Regions from separate parts of the Mus musculus genome. Here regions 2 and 3 are each linked to region 1. Evidence: chromatin contacts called from public Hi-C and promoter capture Hi-C data. All regions are on one chromosome and are shown on one strand. The core of a region is the stretch at or near the end of the contact, and the rest is flanking DNA. Distances in the headings are between cores, read along the strand shown.

Region 1 (4,047 bases), core at 717-3,216:
GCATTTGTGGTCAGAGAGCTCCCACGGGGTGACTATGACATCCTGGTCCCCTCGTGGAATGCATCCACATAGGATCTTCTGCCTGCTGACTGAAAAGAACATAGGAATACACTGGAGTGCAAACACTGCCGTGCCAAGCTGCTCCAAACCTCACTGATCCGAGGCCCACTGCCTACCCAGGAGGCCCGTAAGCTTCTTAGCACAAGCTTTGTGTGGAGACTGAAGATCTGCACATGTGAGGAAGCAGGGAGCTACAGTGGCCCTCAGCCCAGTCTGCGGGTCTTCCCTCTACCTCACACTGAACTCAGAAGGGAAGGAAGGAGAGACGCACATGGGATTCTCCCACCTCAGAAGTATTGTGACAGCACCGCATAACCACGGTTTGCTCTTTTACAAGCAGCCTCACAAGTGTGGGTTGTGGGTGTGCGCTGGAGCAGTGCCACTCGTAGCTGTTTGGATACCACAGGTGCTCTTCTGTCTCATCTGCTGTACTCGGAGGCGAGCGCAGTGGCCTGACTCATGGGAAATGACTCAGCAGGCGGCAACTACTTTTGAAAAGGATCATGATTTCCGAGCTACTTTATAATCAAGACAAGCATTTGTTAACATACTGTTTTGGAATGTTGGCTGTAATGTAACAGCAGTTTTCATAATAAATGACATTCATCTCTACGAAGCTGTTCTATGACTGTGGAAGAAATGACATGGGGCAGACTGTACTTTAAAGAGTGCTCAGTTTACAGTATTCTTTCTCCACATTGTAATCCATGCCTCAGACCTCAGGAACCCCTGGGGTTTTTAATTCACTTAACTACTAGCCAATTTCTGGCAAAGAGCAAGTTAATTCTGATCCCGATAACCCAGAGACAAAGGTCTCCAAGGAAAACTGCTGCTGTGAGTAAGACAGTTGTGGGCTTTGTTTTTGTTTAGGGAAGGGCTAGAGGAACAGGTTTAGGAGGATAGCACTGTCCGCATCTCTCCGCCTACCGTCTTCTGCCAGGCCGAGCTGCTCCCTGTGGAGAGGGACCAACTCTTTCTCATTTCGCATATTTTTAGTTTGTGAGCCAAGACACAAATGCCAGATTTGGCTAGTAAAGCCAAAGTAATTGAACACCTACCTCCTTCAGAGAAAGATCAGGAGGGGCTAATAGTGGGAATGGATGGAAACTTGGACAATAGGACCAGAGAAATTCTCAAATGGCAGCATGCCATCTCACATCTCTGAGAACCCGTTGCAATTCAATCTTCTAATTTCAGTTTTAAGAGAAGCTGCCTAACCACTGTATTTTCCTCATTCTACACAGTTCTTGAGTTGCAGCTTAAAACAATAAATTTTCATGTGTGTGTGGAAAACCCTAAATCTCCAGGCACTGTCTGTGACTAGAAATACCAGCACCTATGTAACTCACAGCAGCCCTCAGCAGTGCCAGTCTGGGGGCTCCCTTTCCCTATCGGTGAATAGCTATAGTTTGCTGTGTCTGCGCTGGGACTCCAACCCAGAGCTTCCCGACTTTCCTCTACTCTTTCCCACTGCCTATGCCCCGCAGATGTGTTCTGCATTAGGCCTTGAAAAGCTGAAGTTAAGAAAAGTAAAAGCCTCTGGTGGGTGTAGTGGCACACCTTTGTAGTCTGAGCCCTTGAGGGTGGAGGAAGTTCAGTTATCCTTGGTTATACACACAGTTTGAGGCTACCGGGGCTACATAAGACTCTGTCTCAAAAAAAAAAAACAAACTAAAAGTAGGAAAGATTTGAAGGGGGGCGATTGGTGTTTGTTATCTGGAAACAGTCAACAGAAATATTAAGGGCTTGTATGGGAGTGTAGTACTCATGTGAGAGAAAGCTCACTGTGGTGGAGGATAATGTAAATGAGATGTTCCCTTGCAGGGACAGCTAGGGCTGCTGCGGAGGCTTAGAAGAGGTCCAGGGTTAGCCTGCAAGGGCAGGATTATGCCAAAGAGGATGCACAGAGCTTTTCTCTAGAGCATCAGGTGACTGGCAGCTAGCAGCCTCCTGGTGCTTCCTGCTTGCTTCTCTCTTGCCAGGAGCAACACTGTGTTTTCATCCTTGCAGGTAAGAGTCTGCTCGCAATGCCGCATTTCCAGAAGGCACCAGCAGCAGCTACAGATAATCGTGGGTAGTCTGTGTTAAAGTGGTTGACTGTCCTACAGTACCATCTCTTAAGCGTGGCACAGTGCGTTGTCAAAGAGTTCAAGTGAAACTGTCCCATCTTCTGTGAGGGCCTTGGATGCAGAGGAAGCCAGCAGGCCATTTCTCAGGGAGGGTTGCATATGGGCTTTTTCAAGATTTCCATATTGAAAAATACTTTAGAAAACAAGCCTAGTGGGTAAGAGGTCAGGACTTTGAATAGCAATTGTTTTAAAGCAGAAGGAAATGCTTTAAATGTTTTAATTATAATGTTTAATTACAATTTAATTGTGTGTGTGTGTACGCTTGTGTGCAAGTGTGCGCGCATGCGTTTGTGGAAGCCCTGGTGCTTGTGGAGGTCAGAGAACAACTGAAAACAGCTCCCTCCTACCATGTGGGTTCAAAGTCATCAGACTTGGCAGCGAATGCATTTCCTGCTGAGCTACCCCAGAGACCCAAAGCTGAATTTTAAGGTAATGCTGCGTACATTCCAGGTATTCATGGTGACCACTTGCTTTATAACACAGTTTTTAATTGCCTTTTCTTATTCCCTACCTCTTTACCCTATAAATCACCTGTCTAGAATCCTTCATTCTGGCGCAATTCAAACCAAGGCACTTAAACACATAAGGTTATTATTTAAATCCACATAGTGCCCCACCAGTAATAAAAAGGATAAGGTAAAGAAAGATATAGCTTAGCTGGTAGAATGCTTGTGTGGCATATGTGAAGTCCAGGGTTCAGTTCCCAGCACCACATAAACCATTTGTGGTCACACATGCCTGTCACACAACCCCAGCCCTTGGGAGGTGGAGACCGGAGGATGAGAGCATCTGGTGATCCTTGACTAGAGAGAAAGTCTGAGGCCAGCATGGACTACATGGGACTCTGTCACCAAACAAACAGGAAACCAACCAAAAGCAAGATAGCTGAAAACAGCTCCCTCCTACCATGTGGATACTGTGTATTTAAGCGTGTGAGTGTGGATAGATAGCACAGAAGCACACATGTGAGCCTACACAAAACCCTGAAAGGATGTAGCAACTTTGAATGCAGGAGTAAATAGACTCCAGGAGTGCTGTGCTGTAGTGGTTTCCTGAGTCACAAGCAGGATTAGCGCTGATAGAATGATTTTCTGATTTGGTAGACTACTTGGTAAGGTTTAATGTGCAATGTGTTAATTCTTCAATTATGATGGTAGCGTTTCTTCAAATTTATTGGTTTCTTGCAAACTATTTTGTGTTTGTAAGAAGAAACTTTGTTTGTTTGTTTGTTTTTGTGTTTTTTAAGACAGGGTTTCTCTGTGTAGCCCCAGCTGTCCTGTAACTCGCTCTGTAGACCAGTCTGGTCTTAAACTCACAGAATCACCTGCCTCTGCTTCCTGAGTGCTGGAATTAAAGGCGTGCGCCACCACTGCTTGAAAAGTTGAGTTATACATTCAGGTCATTCTGGGGTTGATTTATGTTTGTTTCTTCAGTGACATGAAGTTAGACACTTGCACATTCTGCAGGGACAGTGATTATCTATCACATAGAACAAGTTCTAAGCCTTTCCCTGAGACCCCTACCTTCCCTTTGCCCTTGCCTCCTTCGCCCTGTCCTCATCCTGCCGGCTGAGGTATAAACATGACAGCTGGAAATGCACCATCTTGGAGCAGATAGATGAGTGCTATGTGCACCCCAGGGCTGGGCCAGGGTGCTGGTGAGCCTTTCACATGAGGCTGACCCAAGTCTGGATGGTCTCTGCCTCAACACTGTCAAACAGGCAATGCAGAAACTTCTATTCCACCAGGCCACTCATTTTGGATTTCATTTTGTGAGAGTAAATAAATCTAGAGCAGTGTTTTTATTTTTATTTTTTTAATTAAGTAGTTTAAATTGTTTGCTATAGATGAGTATTGAA
Region 2 (4,057 bases), core at 1,530-4,029, 660 kb after region 1:
TAAGAACAAAGTTAAAGGTGTGGTCTGAGCCTGTCCCATGGCATCAGTCACAGAGAGCAAACAGAAGAATGAAAGACAATAAGGCACTCAGTCCTCCTGGTGATTGGAGGCAAAAATGTAAGTGAGACAACAGCCTTATACAGTGTTGTAGGAGCAACCCAATTCATCTCAAGTCTATGAGGGGGATCCAATTCCCTCCATGTGGGTCCGGGGCATCTCCCAAGTCCCTTGGCCCTGGGGTCATCCAACGAGTCCATCTAGACTGCCTACAGGCTACTCATATCAAGGGTAGAGAGCCAAGACACCAAGACAGAGGACAAACATTCAGACACCTACCAGTCAGGTTTTGACTCAACAGTTCAAGGAGTCCTGGGGGGATGGGAATCCCGGACAAGCCCCCAAATGTTATGCCCCGATCCAAGGGTCCCCAAAGACCACCAGGAATAAAACTCATATGCAAAAGCAAAGAGTCTTTATTCAAACTCAAGCTTGGACCTTCTGGCTCCTCTATCAATGTGAGGTAGCAAAGAAGGCCTCAAGCACCTAAGGTTTAACATTTTTATTTCAGTTACAGCAAGGTGAGGAACTTATCAACTTAGCAGTTATATGACTGTCTAACAATGATTTCAGTTGGCTTAAGCAGTTTTATCTATATCTATCTACACAGATATAGAGCGTTAGGTATTTTCTTGCTGGTGGATCATGTCTAGGGTGGTTCCTTCCTGGAAAGGTTTTTTATTTGTTTGTATGTTTTTGTTTTTTTTTTGTTTTTTGGGGGGTTTTTTGTTTGTTTTTTGTTTTGTTTTGTTTTTTGTTTTTCAAGACAGGGTTTCTCTGTTTAGCCCTGGCTGTCCTGGAACTCACTTTGTAGACCAGGCTGGCCTCGAACTCAGAAATCCGCCTGCCTCTGCCTCCCGAGTGCTGGGATCAAAGGTGTGCACCACCATACCCAGCTGTTTTTTTGTTTGTTTGTTTGTTTGTTTGTTTTTTAATAAATTAGAGTTTAACCGAGAACAGGGCCTAGTGTATAAAATGGAGGTCTGGTTACAAGATGGAGTCTGTCTTGTCAAGTTGTGGCCCTTCAACAGTACCTGGCATGAATTCCCTCCTATTGATGAAACATAGTAAGTAATAACTTGGGTTATCTATAGGAAAATAGATTCTAATAGCATAGAGGGTAGGTATCTGCCCAGCTCTTGTGCTGTTTAAGGTTTATAAAGGTTGTGTGTATGTTTTATCCGGAAACTAAATGATCAAAGGTGGGTAGTAATTTGGGTCCGGATTAAATAATTTGTCCAACAAAAGTGAAATACGGATGTATGTAAAGTATCCTCACATTTCTCAATTGGAATCTTTAAACCAGTGGTTCTCAACCTGTGAAGTATAACCCCTTTGGCTAACCCCTATCTCCAGAAATATTTACATTTATGATTCATAACAGTAGTAAAATTACAGTTATGAAGTAGCAAAAAGAAACAAACAAAAACGTTATGATCAGGGGTTACCACAACATGAGGAAGTGTTAAAGGGTCCAGCATTAGAAGATTGAGAACCACTGTTCTAAACAGCTCCCAAAAAGTCTGACTCCATTTCTTCCTTCCCACTATTATATTCCACAGATAATCTTTCAATACAAATGTGGCCAGTCCCTTAAGTACCAACTTGTAATTCATAATATCTGACACTTTGACACTTTATTCATCTATTTTCATTTTGCTTTTCTTCCTAGAAAATTCAAATCAATTCAGGCCTTAGTTTTCATATCTCTTCCTTTAAGGAAAGTGTTCCTGATTCCTTCTGGTCTTATAATTATATAATCCTGTGCCCTGCTGTTAGGAACATAACTTAAAAATCATTCTCTGTAACTTGGAAACCATTTTGTATGACTTGAAATAACGCAATGCATGTGCAATAGAAGTTTGCCACCAGGTAGCTCTGATGAGACCTAGAAGCAAACCACCGGCAGGTCACCTGGAAGCCCAGTTACCAGCCTAGCCCCGGACGGTCCTTGATATGGTTAAAAACAAAAACCTAACCACAAGGTGGTGTTAAGATAGTGAACCAAACCCAAGTTGTGAGCTTGATTTTCAGAGCTCAATGAAATGATACAAAGGTTGGAACTTTGGGATTTGTGCTCTCTAGGCATCACATTTATAGCCAGTGTGTTTATATCCATTGGCAAGAATGAGTAAGTATTCAGCTGCCTTATTCTAGCACTTTCCCCAAGACTGTATGTTCAGTTTCTTCTCGTTCAATTACCCAGAAGCTCAGTTATTCAGAGGTGCCTCTACTTGAGTATTGTATTCTTACTGTTGGTTCTAAGTATGATAAGTTCGGAATAAGCGAATCCAAATGACGTAGTCCTGTTAGTAAACAAATATTTTCATGTATCCCAGCCAGATTCACTCGTTTTCCTTCTCATTTCCTCTGTATAAGCCCCCTTTTCGTGTCTTTATTTCATTAGTTGTATGGTCCTATTTTCTTGTTCATGCTCTGGCTCCGCCCTCCCTCAAACCCTTGAGATCCCTTTGCATCATATGCGAGCAGGTATTCGCTGTTCCTCAAGCGAATCCATCTTCATTATCTTTTTTTTTTTTTTTTTTTTTTCCTCAGAGCAGCTAGACTAACAATATTAAGATTGACATAAAACACCAACCAACCGTACAACCGGGGACGCTGCCCTTAACTTCCAGACAGCTAGCACACACTTGTCTCTCCAGAGATCCGGCGTGCTCCGCGCACGGTCCCTTCCCCCGGAAACGGAAACTGAAGAGATGAGGAAAGCCCGGGAACCCACTATTGGTTGGGGGATCTGTTTTCCGACTGAGCGAGGGCCTATGGCCCGAGTCAACGGGCTTGCGGCGCCGTCGCTCTGGGCGGCTCGGCTCCCCATTGGTTTCTTAGGGCACCGCCCACCGGCGGCCGGGGATTCAGTGTGCTGCGCGCAGCTCCCTTGCCCTGCTGGGCGCGCAGGTTCGGCTTGGACCGGTCGACTCTTTCCCTAGACGCTGGCCTCCCCGGGCCGTTCTGGGGTGTTCCGCGGCGGCGGGAGTCCTGGCTGGCGGCTCAAGTGAGCCTCGCGGCCGTTCTCCCTCCCGCCGGCTCGGACTCGAGAGGTGAGTCCCAGTGCGCCCTGCTGCAGCCGCGGCTCACTGCGCGCTTCCCCCGACACCCGTGGCCTTGCCGCTCGCCCACCATGGCGGGAGATGACGAGGCCGCCGGGCGCAGGCTGGAGGATGCTGGGGAGCAGCCCCCCTGGGTGAGAGGCGCTGTCTGCGAAAGCCAAGGCTGTCCTGTGGCGAGAAGTCTCCTGCACGGACCGTGCCTGCTTTCCGGCTAACCCGGCCCTTTATTTGAGAAGAGAATGAAAAGGAACTGTAACAAAAATGGCAGTGTTCTGCCAGAGGAGAAGGAACTCGGAGGGATGTAGCTCAAGGGATCGCGGGATGGAACGACTGCTGAAGTCTGTTCTGTTGTCCCGGCCGGGTGTCCCTAAAGGTCTCCTTGGGGCAGTGCTTGGTTTGAAAAATGTGTTTACTCCCAGAGGAAAGTGCATGGCTGCCAACACTTGGTGCTGCCTTGTAGTTAGTTGACTGTGAAGAGAATTGACCCTTTAGCCCTACAGATAATCACTATCCGTTATAGATGCTCCCTGTGGATATCTGCATTTCATTGGTTGATTATGGGCATGTGCATTCATGTGGATGTTGGTGCATATGTGCCGGTAGTGTGTGTTAATTTTAGATGTCTTTTTGGATCGTTCTTAACTGAGGCGGGGTCTTACTCTAACCGGGTCCTTGTTGGTTAACCAGCTTGCCTCGGGGAACCCCATTCTCCTCCTCCCCAGTTCTGAGTGCTCCTCAACTTTTAAATGACTACAAGGATCTCAGTTCCCATTCTGACGCTTGCAGGACACGTGCTTTTAGCCACTGAGCTGTCTAGTCAGCCTCCCAGATTGCAGTTTTCTTGTGTATCTGTTAGGTAGTGTTTTTCTGAGGAATTGCAGAAAAGAAGGGGACATTCTCTTAGGAGGTCTTGGTAGGAATTTCAGTTGAGG
Region 3 (4,067 bases), core at 935-3,434, 720 kb after region 1:
AACCCACACTCCAAGATATTCACGTAGACAGAATAAAACTAACACATTCAAGAGGCTAAGCTGTAGCTGAGTTGGTAGAGTGCTTAGCTACCATGCACAAGGGTTTGGTCCCCAGCACCACTGGGTGTGGCGGCACACATCTGTGATCCCAGCACAAGGGAGGTAGAGGGTAAGCCAGCCTCAGCTATACAGTCAGTTCTAGGGCAGCACGAGCAAGAACTGAGGCAGACAGGTCACTCCACAAACGCACAGAGCCAAGGCAAGAAAAGGCCAGAACTGCTGCCCCTGAACACACGTCAACTGCTACACAGAGAAACAGAGAGGAAAAGCACTGGGCCCCTACCCACATATTCCATGGCTGTGCACTGAATGGTGGGAGAGTAGTGTCACCAAAGAACCAAAACAACTCAAAACAGTGTGATGTGCAATCTGAGAGTTAATAGAATTGAATAAAGGAAATGTGTTTGCCTCAAACAGGTATTGTAAAAGTATCTTTTATTCACCTGGTATAATTGTCGTCTCCCATCTCTCTGCTAAGCTAGGCCTAGTTCTGGAAGCTTATAGCCTCCATACAATCTTATCTAGGCCTATTATGTTTTCAGACTCTGAGAATTACTGCCGAATAAGCTCACCCTTTCTAGTTCTTTCTGAGCTTGCGCTGGCTGGCTGGTTCAACTCAGCTGTTCTGGCTCAAACTCCTCTCCAAGCTGCCTGATTCATCTGGCTTCTCTCTCAGCCTCTGACTGAATGGTTCTGCATGGCCTCAAACTAAGCCTGACAATCCTCTCTAATCTTCTGGCTGCTTCTTGTTCTTTGGCTCAGTCTGTCTTCACTTATGCATAGCTTGTTTTCTCTATCTGCATCCTCTCTATATATAACTGTCCCAGTAAAAACTGCCCCCAGTCTCTCTCTGCACTACCCCTTAAGTAGCCCATCTTTTCTCCCTGTTCTGGAGAGAGCTGGGCATATCCTATTCTGTCAAATCTTTCTCTGATTCCTCACTTTGTCTGCCATTCAATTAGACATCACTTTCAAACATGGATGCTTCCTTCTACAAACTAATTTTACCTTCATTGTTTGAGATTAAAGATGTGTGCTAAGGGCACACCACAACTAGAAAGGTTCCTCCCACCCACCATCGGTAAATAACACAATCTCGGGGGTTCACAGTGTGACCAAACATCCTGTAACAAGCTACCAACGAGACTGATGTAACTTGTGGCTTTCTTGTTATACAATAAACTTCTATTGTGAGATGACACGACCACGTCCCGGTGTTTTTCTCGGACAATGTGCTCACAGTACAGACACATTTAAAGCATTATTTGAATGGGCTGGAGCTGCCGTACAATGGAGAGATGGGAATATCCATTGTCAATCTACATGATCTTTAGCCCTCTGAACAGCCACTTGCTATTTTTCAATTACACGAGAGCTCTCTTTGCACTTGCGTGTGGTTTTTCTTTCATTTACGCATGGCTCAAGACCTTTTCCAGAATAATCAAGGGCCGCGTGGCATAGCCTTTATTCCTGGAGTCAGCACCCTCACCCCTCCTGCAGCAAGGCAGTTTTCATCTGCAACCTCTCCTTCTATATTCATGTTCCCCCGGCCCTCTGCAGTCACCACAGCCAGCCCGATGTGCACCTCCAGCGAGAAGAACAGACAGCCCCCGCGAGCCCTTCAGTGGTTCACAACTCACCAGTCGCAGAAGCTCTTTCAGTGTATCACTTCCGCTCTGCTCTGAAGCTCCTGGCTTTGTGGAAAGAGTTGGGCAGAAGTGGTCCTGTGCGTTCTGCTTCCGACTCCAGGCCGCTGTGTGAAGTTGGGCGGAAGTTGTCCTGTGCGTTCTGCTTCCGACTCCAGGCCGCTGTGTGAAGTTGGGCGGAATTGGTCCTGTGCGTTCTGCTTCCCACTCCAGGCCGCTGTATGAAGTTGCTGGGCGACAGCGGGTTCTGCTTCTTAGTGAGGTTGTGGGTAGAGCTCTCAGGGGCCGAGGGGTGAGGTGCGTGGTCCTCCGAGTCCTAGTCGGTGTGATGAGGAGAGACTGACGGGAGAGTAGGGCGTCCCCTGCGGAGGGCTCCGGGCTTCACTTCTGTGGCGCACAGACACGCCTTTGGAACCCGCAGGCATGCCGGCCCTTGTAGTTGAGGCTTTTCCGTTCCCGCAGCAGTGGTGCTGAGCGCAGTGGGTGAGTGTGGGGGAAAGGCTTTTATCCTTTTCTCCGTGCACTCAAACGCCTGCTGCGCCCCACGTTGGTGCAAATTTATTTCTTGGGATCCTCGTGGTGAACTCTCGGGCTGGAGATGGTATTCCTGGGACTTTTAAATACGATTGATAAGTTAGCAAGATGTGGCGTTTGGGAAAAAACAAAACAAAAGTGTGAAGTATAGAAATGTATTGTACAGACGTCTTAAGTAAAGTAGGTGTCCCGGGTAAAGGGAGCTCCAAGTGCCTATCTAGAGCACTAGACCTGGAGGTGGGGCTATGCCTCCCTTGCAGAAAGCCTTGAAGAAAATGAGTAAAGTAAGTGCGCACTGGGGTGGCTTGTTGCATTGGGTAGGATCAACACTTTTATGATAGGATTTTCATTTAGAGGATGCTAGTCTAAGCTTTTCGTTGTAAATCTACCATAAAGATGAACAAGTATGGTGGGAACTTGATAGGGTAAAGTGAACTAATTCCTCTCTCTTGTAGGAGATTTGAAAAATTAAACAGTGCTTCCTAGAACCATCAAGAAGGAAAATGGTGAGTATGTATCATAGAATTATTCTAACTGGGTGGTTGGTTGCTTGTTTCTAACCCCTTTGGGTTCCCTGGAGCTGGAGACACAAGCAGATGTGGGTGCTGGGAACTGAACAGGCCCTGCTGCAAAAGCAACAAGTCCTGGTACCTGCCAAGCCTGCCCTCTCAGCCGCCCATTACATGGTTTTTAATTTGTGTGTGTGTGTGTGTGTGTGTGTGTGTGTGTGTGTTTTGGTTTTTTGAGACAGGGTTTCTCTGTGTAGCCCTTGCTGTCGTGGAACTCACTCTGTAGACCAGGCTGGCCTCAAACTCAGAAATCCGCCTGTCTCTGCCTCCCAAGTGCTAGGATTAAAGGCATGTGCCTCCACGACTGGCTGTTTTTTAATTTTTAATGAATATTTTTTTGGAGGAAGTCAGACAGGATAGTGAGTGTGTAGCTCAGTGGCAGAGTGCGTTCCTAGGATAAGGAAGGAGAGGGGAAGGGAGGGGATGTGGCGAGGGAGAGACTGTGTGTACCAGTATAGAGGGAACAAAGTAGAATAAACAAGTGGACATGATCATTACAACGTTACCCTGCTGGTGTGGTCCCAGCACTCAGGAGGTAACCTTGCTCCCAGCCTCTATAGGCCGTCGCAGTCTCAGACCTTTCATTAAAAGACACAAAAGGAAATAAACGAGCAAACAGTGTGCCCTTTCCCCGCAGAGATGAGCAGCACAGGTAGAATAGCAGGGAGTGTAGCTCCTGTGTCCACTGAAGCACCCCACTCACCTCCACCCTGGCCCACTCACTGCGGGACACTGTTGTAAGAAGACAGGCACATGCATACACTAGCAAGATTTTGCTGAAAGGACCCTGATATAGCTGTCTCTTGTGAGACTAGGCCGGGGCCTAGCAAACACATAAGTAGATGCTCACAGTCAGCTATTGGATGGAGCACAGGGCCCCCAATGGAGGAGCTAGAGAAAGTATCCAAGGAGCTAAAGAGATCTGCAACCCTGTAGGTGCAACAACATTATGAACTAACCAGTACCCCGGAGCTCTTGACTCTAGCTGCATATGTATCAAAAGATGGCCTAGTCGGCCATCACTGGAAAGAGAGGCCCATTGGACACGCAAACTTTATATACCCCAGTACAGGGGAATGCCAAGGCCAAAAAATGGGAATGGGTGGGTAGGGAAGTGGGGGGGGGGATATGGGGGACTTTTGGGATAGCATTCTAAATATAATTGAGGAAAATACGTAATAATAAAAAATATTTAAAAAAAAAAAAAGAAGAAGAAGAAGACAGGCACAGGAGCTGGGGCAGGAAGACTGCTCCTGCT

What was found. Promoter capture Hi-C pulls out the DNA fragments that hold promoters and counts their contacts. Hi-C and Micro-C count contacts between places; a contact is called where the count stands out from the background.
Region 2: a contact with region 1 is called in a Hi-C map of forebrain, with 6 times the contacts expected there. The contact joins the promoter of Orc2 here to the promoter of Mpp4 in region 1. A contact is called at or near these places in 2 of 39 promoter capture datasets (hippocampal neurons and stem cell-derived epiblast-like cells) and 1 of 484 Hi-C or Micro-C datasets (forebrain).
Region 3: a promoter capture Hi-C map of hematopoietic stem and progenitor cells shows a contact between it and region 1, with 2.2 times the contacts expected there. The contact joins the promoter of Nif3l1 here to the promoter of Mpp4 in region 1. A contact is called at or near these places in 8 of 39 promoter capture datasets (the 3T3-L1 cell line, embryonic stem cells, hematopoietic stem and progenitor cells and 4 more).

The regions. Positions count from the first base shown.
Region 1 is chr1:59,159,555-59,163,601 of GRCm38.p6, reverse strand. It overlaps Mpp4 (membrane protein, palmitoylated 4 (MAGUK p55 subfamily member 4)), which reads left to right and starts at 1,966. Exons shown (of 22, transcript NM_145143.3): 1 at 1,966-2,070. It overlaps Als2 (alsin Rho guanine nucleotide exchange factor), which reads left to right. Exons shown (of 34, transcript NM_028717.6): 34 at 1-846.
Region 2 is chr1:58,503,831-58,507,887 of GRCm38.p6, reverse strand. Orc2 (origin recognition complex, subunit 2) reads left to right here and starts at 2,779. Exons shown (of 18, transcript NM_008765.3): 1 at 2,779-3,116. It overlaps Gm15834 (a long non-coding RNA gene), which reads right to left and starts at 2,772. Exons shown (of 4, transcript XR_865442.3): 1 at 1-2,772.
Region 3 is chr1:58,443,268-58,447,334 of GRCm38.p6, reverse strand. Nif3l1 (Ngg1 interacting factor 3-like 1 (S. pombe)) reads right to left here and starts at 2,184. Exons shown (of 7, transcript NM_022988.3): 1 at 1,701-2,184. Ppil3 (peptidylprolyl isomerase (cyclophilin)-like 3) reads left to right here and starts at 1,849. Exons shown (of 7, transcript NM_001285827.1): 1 at 1,849-2,189; 2 at 2,696-2,746. The coding sequence starts at 2,744.